2 separate regions of the Zeugodacus cucurbitae genome follow, and region 1 is linked to region 2. A link is a contact called in public Hi-C data. All regions are on one chromosome and are shown on one strand. The core of a region is the stretch at or near the end of the contact, and the rest is flanking DNA. Distances in the headings are between cores, read along the strand shown.

Region 1 (5,726 bases), core at 2,946-5,445, 230 kb before region 2:
GTGATGAATTTGATTGCGTTTGTGTGTGTGTGAAAAATTCAATTTACTCGCCTCACTTTTGGGGTGGCAGCTGACTGTTTACATATTTTTCGAAAAATTTCAAAACATTCTTATGATATTTGAGCGCGTCGCCGTGTTGGAAATATTTTTTCTTTTTTTGTTTTTGTTTTTGATTTTTTTGGCATTTGCCGTGGCATGTTTGCGCACCTTGACATTGTCAAAGTTGTAGGTAATTTCTTGAATTTGTCAATTATTGCTTGCTTAGTAACTGCTGGGCTGCTTGTTTATACGTTTCAGCGTGGTGTTGATTATTGGTATTGTATTCGCTGATTTTTGCATCTTTTGCTTATTGAAGAGTAAAAGAGTGATGATCTTGTCTCGTGCTAAATTCATATTTGCAGCTGCAACTTCCTTTTTGCGGGGGACAATGCGTGGCACTGCGCACTTACTGATGGTTTCATTTGACATGCTCCAATTGATTGATGTTTTTGTTGTTATTTCTTGTATAGACACTTAATATGTCTATTTCAATAGATTTATGCGATCAATAGATTTGCTCGAGTGAATTTATTTATTATTACGATAATATGTAGATAAACAAAGAAAACAATATACTTTTATTTGCTTAAAAGAAAGGGTACCCAGGCTTTGATAGGGAAAAATAAATTATAAATTTAAATTATTTGCATATTTAAGCTCAAAAAGACCAGATCGTATACTAAATTAAGATTTTCCTAAAAAGCCTAATGAAATTAAAATTACAATAAAAAATTTAATATTACTGCTATCAAATCCATATGAGAGATTATTTTAAGTTCTTTATTTTAAGTCTTCAGAGCGCTGTCTTTAGTATATGTACGTATATCAATAAATATTTAAGCTTATGTTCCCTTTAGAATTAAATTTTTTAATACAAATTGAATCTATATCTAATTGAAAACCCATAAAACACTAATATTTAATGCTAGCTAAAATATTCGAATTTCGAATTGTATCTTCGAAATATCTCATACAGTGAACAGATCTAACTCTGTACTGTTTTAATAAACACAAATTAATTCCATGCATATACCGTTATATAAGATCTGAAAGTTGTAAGGTTCACTTTTTGTAAGATCTGTATTCGTATTCTAATGTTTTGAATTTCTGGATGGTAACGTTTAAGGGGCTATCCCAGTGTGACATTTTCAAAAAATCATTTTTTTTTTTGCTTATTTGATAGTTGATACTTTCAAAAATATCCTGTGAAAACGGTAAGGTTGTATATTGAATAGTTTTTGAATGACAACGTTCTAAAGAGCGACCGCTCGAAGACATAAGCCGCCATAGTCGAAAATTTAAATGCGTTTTTCTCAAAACTGCAGATATCATAACTCAACGAGAAACTGACCGATCGACATTTTGTTAATTTCTGATAATTTTCAAAAATCGTAGGTCATTGTATATGAAATATCTTCAATTTTAATAACCTTTTGGAATTTTTTTGTTTCAGCTACTCATTCGGCCGGAATCATGTCAGCAGTTGGAGAACTTTTTTTTTTGGTACCTCCCAAAATAGCACATAACTCCGTTATTTTTCAATATTTTTGTAAATAAAAAATCTTAAAATATAGCAGAAAATATACTTTAATATGTCCAAAAAACTTCGAAACATTCGATCGAGTACTTTCTTAAAAAAAAAAATTCACAAAAATCGCCTAATTTTTCATGGGTGACACTAGTATAGCCCCTTAAAGAAATAATCCATTCCCTCATCGTTGATCTTCGAATTTCGAAACTTCCAAGATATTGTATGAATAGAAATATTTATAATTCTACGAATAGGTTGAACAGATCAAAGTTTGAAATCCATATTCTACAATTTCCTGCGATATATCTTCTGTAAATGGCTACATTGTTACTATTTTACTTCATGCTGACCGAAATAGGCACTGTTTCAAAAAAGTCTGGATAGCAGCTGATGTTGGTTTTCCCATTTTGATTCTTCTTAATTATAAAATTATATAGTTTGTTGATAGATTGAGGTCGGAGACCATACTGAAGGCTTTTTATGTAATTTCTAACCAAATTGTTTGTATTCGCAAAGTCTTCTTGGTAAGATTTTAGAAATCATTATGTTTTAGAAACCATAAATTAAAAATTTCTTATATCTTATTAATATAAGATCAGACTTCAAAGTATTATGGAGTTAGAGTTTCGACCCTGAAGTTAAATCTATAAAACTCTCTTACAAATTTTTGAAATGTAGAGAACATTGATTAATCATAGGTTTAACAATATGTAGTAAAACGTGGGAAAAATTATGAATTCAATCAAGGCTAAACCATATATATATCAGTGAAGAAGTTCATCGCAAATACCTATAAAGTTAGCCCCCATAAATAATAAACCCTTAACTGTATAAAAAAATATTTCATCACGGTTCAACCGAAGTACGAAATAAGTTGTTCTTCTCCTCCTAGTCCCCAAATTACTTATGGTCATATAAAAACTTGATGAATTTTTAGATGATGCTCTAGAATTTAATATTTTTTAACATTTCAAATCCCGAAATTTCGTCAAGTATTTGGAAAAATTTAAAAATAATATCAAGCATCTCAAAGGTGAAGTGAAAACTAATAAAAGCAATAAAATAACAAAAAAATATTTGATCTCAGCTATAATATTTATAAACCTATATATCTCTCTCCTATATAACATTACACATTTGTATCTAAAAGTATCTGAGTCTGCGCACAAGCATATAAAGCTCTCTTTCACCCACTGAGTTATAGTCAAACGTTCCAATAGTGCTCTTGACTAACTGTAACTTTCCAGTGGAGCAGAGGTACAATGAAAATGAAACGATCAAACATTTACTAAAGAGCGCCAACAAACAAATTTGCCCCAATGAAGAGTGCCAGCGACGGAATGGAGCATATGCATAGCTCTAGCATATAAAGAAACAAATACAAAATGAGCTCTTCGCTTTACTTCCTAGAAACAACAGAGAGTCACTAAGCTTGGCAGCGCAAGCTAAGCACTCACCTGTACGCTTCAAAGAACGCTGTGCGAGCGCCACACAAGCCAGGTGTTGAGCGCAAAGCTCACAAAAACAACGAAGGGTGTGGGTAAAGTATATAAGCAACGAAGAGCGCCAACTCCACCCATAAGTGAGCAATAAATGCGAGTGTGAGCGCTAAAATGTAAATACAGCAACAAGCTCAAGTGAATGAGAGCTTCTTTTCAAATGGAAACACTTCCACGCAGCTGCTCACGACGCGTACACCGACCAAAGCGTAGCTCTATACAAAGCGCGAACGATCGGTGATCGTGCTGCGTGAGTGCTTTTGGAGAAAACAATAATGACAATAAGAAATCACAGCAACTAAAGTGACAGAAAGCAACGCTACTAGCGGCTAGTGGCGCTATTTTCCTGAAGCAACGACAATCATTGGACGCAGTCGTTGTTGTATGAGCGATCGCTGCACGATCTTATAGCGAACAACGATCGCTATTAAGTTTGCTTAACGACTTATGTTTTGCGCTCCACAGCCTCAGCCGCAGCCAGCCTACCTACTTAATGTAGTCTGCATATGCATCTGCCTATCTGTCTGTCTGTGCGAATGTGCCTCGAAATGTACCAATAGTTAGTATGTGTATTTATAATCAATGTGGCATGGCATGGCGTGGTGGCGCATGTGGCACGTGCTGTAAATTCTGCATCCACTCACGCATGCCAAGTCGCACATCTGTTCGGCAACGCTACCTTGATGGTGGATGCTGTACGTTATTGTTAATGGTGATGGTGGTTGTTGCCGTTGATAGTGTGTGTGCGGAACAGGCTGACTCAAATCGGCTGGCGATCATGCACGTTGATGATCATTAACACATATCTCGGCTCAATTGTAGCCTACAATCATAATGATCTTGTTGTTGAGCTGAGTTAGTGGTTGATTTTAGAATATTGAAAAGATTCCGCTTCCCCTTCGCTGCCTCGACAGTTGAATGGGGATCAACGGACGATCGGAAGTAGGTAGCATGCTACATATGCAGCCTGTATCCTAATAGTACGTGCTATGTCGAGAGGGGTGAATTTGCTGGTGGTGGCGATCATACCGCACCAGATTGTTTGCCATTACCCAGGGGGTTGGTTATTTCAAAATATTTCCAAGCGGCTGGCATTGACTTGGTATAAAACTTAAACTGATCGTGTTGTATTGCATCATTCGTAAACGAAACTGCAGACGTGAAACGTGCGACGTGTCGTGCGGATGGTACAGAGTACAAATTAGTGATTATTTCCAAAAAAAAAATATTTATAAAACTATATACGAATTGAAAGTGTTCGGTGAAAAGTTGTGTTGAGTGATGTTTCAGATGCTTGTGAAATTCATATAAGCGCAAAATATTGGAAAAAAAATTTATTAAAAACGCAAAGAAAAATATTTATGCCAAGTTCCTGGTGTAGAAAAGTGTTCTGTGATTTGTGCCTTTACAACAGTTGCCATGGATAAAGTCAACTATAGCAAATGTCCGCTCAAGAAGCGTCCAATAATGCTGTTGGAGCAGGAGGAGCAGCAACCAGAACGCATGGATTGCTTAGATCAAGGTGAGGAGCTTTCGAATATAGGTTCACTATATATCCTAAAACAAAATCAAGAAGACTAGGACTCTGAAGTTTCAACTTCTGTGATTTTGACCCAGGGTAGTAACATAAATTGAAAAGTTCAAAAGAGCAACTAATATTTTTTTTTGAATAAGGAATCAGAATACGACAAAAAAATTTTCGAATTCTCAAAGCTCAACGAAAATTTATTAATTTTAAACTATTATGATTAATTAATTATTATAAAGTCTCAAAATTCGATTTAAATTGAACATTAATCGACTAATAATTAATCCGATTAATCATCGCCATACAGATTCGGCATTTTTATGGTGTGGTAGAAAGAATTGGATTATTAAATATGGCTTAACTTGTTTAGGAGTTAAAGTATTTAATTAAACTAAATTCGGTTCCAGTTTTACGACTACAATAACGATTAATCAAACATTAATTTCAATACAAATTTCATCATACTAAAAAATATAACAAAATACTTTTTTTCATTTTCCAGATGAAGGCCCTGTTGATCTCAGTCTCGCCGCTGGCGTAGCGCCCGCGTACAAACCAACTTCGTCGCCACCACCAGCGCCAGCGCCCACCACCTACGCTGAGACCTATCAATTTACGCAGGACAATGCAGAACAGCATACACCAACACCGCCACCATCAGAGAAATCTGTCGGTGTTTTTACACAGAATAAAGAGGAGCTGGCGCGACGCATCTGGGAGGAGACGCGAGAGATTGCGCGTGCCTTTCCCGATGTGTTTACGCGTGAGGAAATCGCACGCAGTTTAGCGCGCTTGGGTTACGGCGATTTTCCGCTGCCGCCAGAGGACGAAGTTTGCGGTAAAGAGGAAACAGAGCCCAGACCAGAGGCACAGCGACAACCGCAGTATGATGGCATAACGCCGCCACCAACAACAGCGGAGCCGGAATTTGCGGCGCTTGAAATCAAGCAGGAGATAATTGAAGTTGAAAATTATGTGCCCGCAGCGGAACTAAGAAACTACAATAACAATTTGCTGAAAAGCATTGCTGAGTATGAAGACTGCGTGCAAACGCCAGCTTATGGCATGCAAGCAGAGCAGTTGCCACCACAACAGCAGCAACAGCATTTGACAGCAGTGCCACAGACCA
Region 2 (5,898 bases), core at 1,567-4,066:
TTTGTATTTTTTCACAATTAAATGTTACTAAAAATATGTTTTCTTATAAAAATAATGATTGCTTAAATGCAACTAATGGCTAACTACTATGTATATTTACGTAGGTATATAGGTATGATTGAAAAGTTTTTACAAAAATAGTTGCTATACAATTTATATTGTAAATATATTTATAAAAAATATGTATGCTTATTACATAAACTCTTCTTTTCTACAAAATGCTGCCCATTTGAGAAAATTTTTAACATTTCTTCGAAGCTAAAACTAGAAAATAACTAGGACTACTAATTACAGTTTTATCTTATAAGTAAAATATTTTTTACAAAATTTACAAATTATTATTTTTTTTTTTTATAAAAATTATTTTCGAGCTTTTAAAATTGAGCTTATTGGTATATAAAATAGTAGTTGAGATTGTGTTTGTGGTAAATGCAAGGCCTGTTTACAATAGTTAACTGTTAGTAGTAAATTTGTTTTTTTTGTAGTAATGAAGTTAGCTATATATTTTGAGCTGACTAGAGGTATTGAAATATGTGTTTGTTTTTTTAAATATTTGTGCTAAATTTTTCTTTTCGGGCTAACAACGCGCACACTGGGGCTATTATATATATAGTTACTTATATTCGCTTAAGGTACTCATTTTGAATGAAGATTGTCTAGACGCGCTGTGGATGCTATTTTCACACTGTTGTTTGCTGTTGCGGTTGGTGGGTTTCGAACTAGGAACTAATTTTTGGTGGTACATGGCAAACTCGGCTTGGCCGCGCAGCTTTTCTGCATTACAACGCAGGCGCTTTAATGCTCGACGAACACTGGATAGCTGTGGAGTTCGTGCGCAGACGCGCCCGAGTCGCTCGTCACAGCGCTGGCACAACTGCTGCCGCTACCGCTGTTGGCGCCGGGGCAGCCGCCCTCGGAATGTTTCGTCAGCAGCGACATGCGCGAGAAGGTCTTCGAGCAATTGCCGCAGGAGTACTTCTTGATGTCGGAGTGCGTCTGCAGATGAGCGCGCAGATTCGAGCGATCGGCAAAGGCGCGATGACAATGCTGGCAGCTGAAGGGCTTCTCACCGGTGTGTGTGCGTATATGACCCTGCAGCAGCCAGGGACGTGAGAAAGCCTTACCGCAAATGTTGCACTTGCAGGGAAGTGTGTGAGTGCGTATATGCATTTTGAGCGCACCCAACGAGACGTAAGTCTTGTCGCAATCCTTGCAGCTAAACGATTTCTTCACCTGATTACCTTCGGCAGCGGGACAATGGAATTGCTGATGTTTCGTGAGGCCCGAGAACGTGGAGTAGGATTTCTGACAGTCGGGGCATTGGTAGCGCGGCGGCGTCGACTTATCCTTCTTTGTAGTGGGCGTGCTGGGTGCGGAGCTGCTTTGGCTGGCGCACAAGTCGCGTTTTTCGCCACTCAACTTTTGTGGCGTCTTTTGCAGCGCGCTGTGCTTCAGCGACAAATCCTCAGGCAGTGAGGGGCAGTGTGGCTCAGGTGTCATGGAGCGCATGGAGTAGTACGAGGATTCGGAGTATGTAGGCGATATGGGCGCATGTGGATGATGGTGGTAGCTAAGCGCGGCTGTGTAGGCGGGTGTTTGGTGTGGTGTGTGTGGCGCGTGGTAGGCAGCTGGCAGCGGGTAGGGCATGAAGCGGTGCGTATGCTGTGAGGGTGATTGTGGCAGCTGGCGCACACCAATCGGCCGATGTATGATTTCGGAGCGCACTGGTGGCGAAACGGAGTTGGCGCGTCCATGCAGGTAATGTGGTGGTGGCGACAGTGAACCCAGTGAATCGGCGGATGGCGAACTGGGCGAGAGCAGATCCCCACGTAGCGGTGAGATCTGTTGCGCCAAATGTGGGTGATTGATTGTGCGGTAGAATTCAGCGGTGTATGGAGACATATGGAAATTCCATGGCTGAAGACCATATTTAGCATACGTGGGCTTAGGCACTACAACAGCGGCAGCAGCTACAGCAGCAGCGGCTGCCAAAGCAGCAGCTTGTGTGGTATTTGTGGAGGCATCGGTTTGTTCTTCAATTTCAACACAATCGATGATTTCCTCCTCATCATCTTCATCCAACATATCCATGGACGCATCGTCATCGGTGTGATCGACGTCGACGCCCTCATCCTCACAGCTATCACTGACATTAATGAGCTCGTCGTGAGCTGTGGACGCGCTGTTGGACACAAACTCATCTGCGTCGTAGGCGCGTTTCTTGAGACTCAAATTTTCGGGTTGATCTGTGTGATCGTCTGCGCCGTTGAGTGTGGCCGCAGACATTTTTGCATCCACAAGATCTGTTGAGTTGTCCTCCTCGAACTGATAGTTGATGGGACGTTTCTTCAAAGGACATTTACTGTAGTTTTTCTCGCCCAACATATCTTCGACTGTATGCATTTTGTAGACTTTATTGTATTTTTATTTTTGTAACTTCACTTTTAGTTTTGCACTTCACAGTGTCTATTAATTTTTGTTATATTTTGAGTTTCTGTTTTTTTTTTTTGGCTTTTCAAATTAAATGTTCACATTTCCTGAGGAAATTTTTGTTTTTATTTGCTTTCAAACACTTAAGCGCGCTAACGCGTCTTCACTTCAAAACTGTGCGCAGTTTCAACTAGCGCTCAATATATACGTGTATGCGATCGTTTACCGAACGCCGACTGATCACGGTTTGAATTCTTTTTTCTTTGCTTCTTTCTTGTTTTTTTTTTTTTTTGCTTTTTCCAATTAAGTACCAAAAACGTGGTATGCTAAGCGTTCAGTGGAACACAAACAGACACTAGCAGCAGCAACGAAGAACTGTGCTGAGCCGTCGTATATCCTCGCTTTTATACGCTGCACGCTCAATCCACTCTCATCCCAACTAGCGCCGTCCAATAGTGGTGGCTGCAGGCGCTCTCGACTTTTCGAGCTCGGTTTTGGGCGCTCAAACAACGCGCACAGAATGGACTTCAGCGCGCGCTCTCACTCACTGCGGATTGAACAGAGCGCATATGCCGGCCGACAATGATGAGCGCACATCTAACTAGAGATTAGTAACTGTTGTAAGGTAAATGGCTCTCCGTAATATTTCCACACCACCGGACAACAACTCTAAACTCACAGCGCACACAAGAGTACACACCAACAACTATTGTAGCAGTCACAGCCGGCAGCAACAACAATTCACTAAGTAGTCGCGCAACCACCAATCGTCGCCGCTTCTAAAGCCGTTATGTGCAAAACCTGTTTTCAACAAATTGCTATTGAAGCATTGGCTGTGTTTACATGCACGTCTGGCTTGGGTGGCTCTGACTCGAGCCGCGTGCCGCCGGATGGTCAGACAACAGACAACAAAACCACTTACTAATACAACAACATGTGCGCGCTGCATTAAGTATATAGTAGAAGCGCGTGTGAGTTGTTGGTTGCGCCAATCAGATTGTTAGACAATACATTAAAATTAATATGAAATTGTTGTTGCATCCATATATAAACAACTCTTGACTCTTCTCAGTCAGTAAACGCTCTTAAAATTGTAGTACACACACCGGCAAAGCCAACTTATGCTCGCTCAGCACTTAATGAGTTGTATGCTACATTGCCTCCGTGCTCTTCCAGCATAGCCAACCCTCATTAACGTTTAACTAACTTATGGCAAGCATTAATTTACATATATTTTATATCTAGCGTTTTGTTTTTGTTTTGGCCGCGCACGAGCGCCTCTCGTAGGTGCTCTTTTTTTTGTGACATTCGGTGCTGCAAGGATCTGTGGTGAGCGACTTCCACATTTGTATTCATATAGGTGTGTAGAGGGAACAAGCAACTCGCGCATGCGACTCATTCAGCTGGCTGGCTGGCTGCCGGTGCTCATAGGCACCTGGGCACTGGTGTAGAATTGCTTGTTGGAGCAGTCTAAAAATAACTGCGCATAGCGGCGGCAGGCAGGTGTTGCTCAATGCGGTGCGGCATTCGCTCGCTGGTTGTTAGTTGTTGCTGGCGTTCGTAATTTCGAATTTTTCTGTAATGCGTTAAAATCATTTTTGATTTTTTTTATTATTTTAATATTAAAAAAAGATGAAAAAATTAATAAAAATTTTAAAATATAATTTTGAAACAAAAAAAAAACATTCTTAAATATTTTTTTATACCTTGAAATTCTGAATTATTTTACATCAAAGTCCGCTTAGGAGTATTGAGTTGCTAATATAGTTTGGAAAATCTTTCGAGTAAAAAAAAATATTGTGAATTTTCGAGTTGGAAAGTGCACTACTTATTTTTTTCCCCTACGGATCAAATAAATTATCACTATTCCAAAGATACTTTCTTTAGTAACAACCTACAAATTTTTATTAAAATATTTTTTTTTTCATTGTCATTTGTAATCACTTTTTCCAGTGTGGTAAAAGAAAATCTACTATATATGTTTTTCAATTGTGTTTAATTTGTATTACCATTTTTATTTAATATTTTGTATTTATACACATTTGGTTCATTAAAAAAAAATTCAGCTCTTTCTATAAATTTAAGTAGGAATATAATTTTGTAATAAAATACAAAACTACTTCGGAGAATATTTTATAAAGATTTTTGCTATTCAGAAACGCGTTCTGCCATGCTATGCCCATATTTTCCTTTCTTTGTATTCATGTAGGTGTTTCCGTTATAGCGGTACAGAAAGAACTTCAACAAACTCGATAGCTGTTTATAGTACTATCCTGGAAAAAATAGTATACTAATCTATCTCTTTGTTGTACTTCCTTACTAAAAATATTCCTTTCGTTAAAGAGATTTATAAATTGATTTTGGTACAAAAAAAATTTAATGTTTGTCCTTCCTATTATTTCAATAAAATGTTTAATTCATTAATTAAACTTAATAGATTTTATTTCTGAAAAAACAGTTTTGCAGACTCCAATCATAACTTCAATTTTAGCACTATTTTTGTTTTATATAATTTATTAATACTACTAAATTTATATATAGCTGATGAGATATACATATATACCACAGTATATAATCGTTTCATCTTCTCTTTTTACTGCAATCTCTTTTCTCTTCTTCGTTGCCAGCACTTGTTCGAATTCCACTGTTCCTGAACTGAAAACTCTTTTGAAACACATTTCCAGTGGTTTATGTCTCTTTATACTTATGCTCTCTTCATAAAACATAATTAAACTCTTTGAATGAGACTCTTCTGCTGCTCGACATACCGTAGCGCTTATTATATACAGTTAGTATATAGCAGTGCAACATACATATAGCTTTTTAATAAAATATTGCGTTTTAAAATAAATTTGTTTGTTTCGTTAATGTATATTATGAACATTTTCTTCAATTTACCTCAAAATATTTAAATATGACAGAATATAATACTAAAGCTTCTAAATAGCTAATTAAGATTCGAGTTTATTGACTTAGTCATAGTTGAATGAATTAGTTATGCTTTTGTATCTAATTCACTCGATCAATTTCACAATATTGCTCAAATCTTCTACACTTATTCACTTAAGGTGAGGCGTTAGTTAATTGAAAAATTATCTAAATTTTAAGATAACATTTTTCGGAATTTTATATTTTTCAAAACATTTAAATTGGTTAAAAACTCAATTTTTTCCCTTTTCCAAATGGCACTGAAACTTTCTTCATTATCTAAGTATATGCATACCTTATTGGCTCAATCCGACCCTGACTAAACTGAATACATAAATGGAAGCGGGTTACAAATATTTCCTCATCTTTTATAGTATAGATAATTTTCATCTACGAAACTCATGGTAGTATTCCGTCCAACTTATATTGTGTCAAGCCCTACTTCATCCAAACCCGGCCAAGGAGCATTCACTTTTTTCCAAAATGAATCGCGAACAAAAAAGTTTCGCCGCTCAGTTACCTTGAAAGTAGTTTCTGGAT

Evidence for each region. A called contact is a pair of places that touch in the nucleus more often than the background predicts.
Region 1: a contact with region 2 is called in a Hi-C map of whole body, with 10 times the contacts expected there. The contact joins the promoter of LOC105216567 here to the promoter of LOC105216547 in region 2. A contact is called at or near these places in 2 of 2 Hi-C or Micro-C datasets (both in whole body).

Annotation. Positions count from the first base shown.
Region 1 is chr3:13,382,699-13,388,424 of idZeuCucr1.2, reverse strand. LOC105216567 (zinc finger protein 260) reads left to right here and starts at 4,195. Exons shown (of 2, transcript XM_029043091.2): 1 at 4,195-4,591; 2 at 5,100-5,726. The coding sequence starts at 4,489.
Region 2 is chr3:13,148,220-13,154,117 of idZeuCucr1.2, reverse strand. LOC105216547 (protein escargot) reads right to left here and starts at 2,816. Exons shown (of 1, transcript XM_011191093.3): 1 at 1-2,816. The coding sequence starts at 2,403. The coding sequence ends at 796.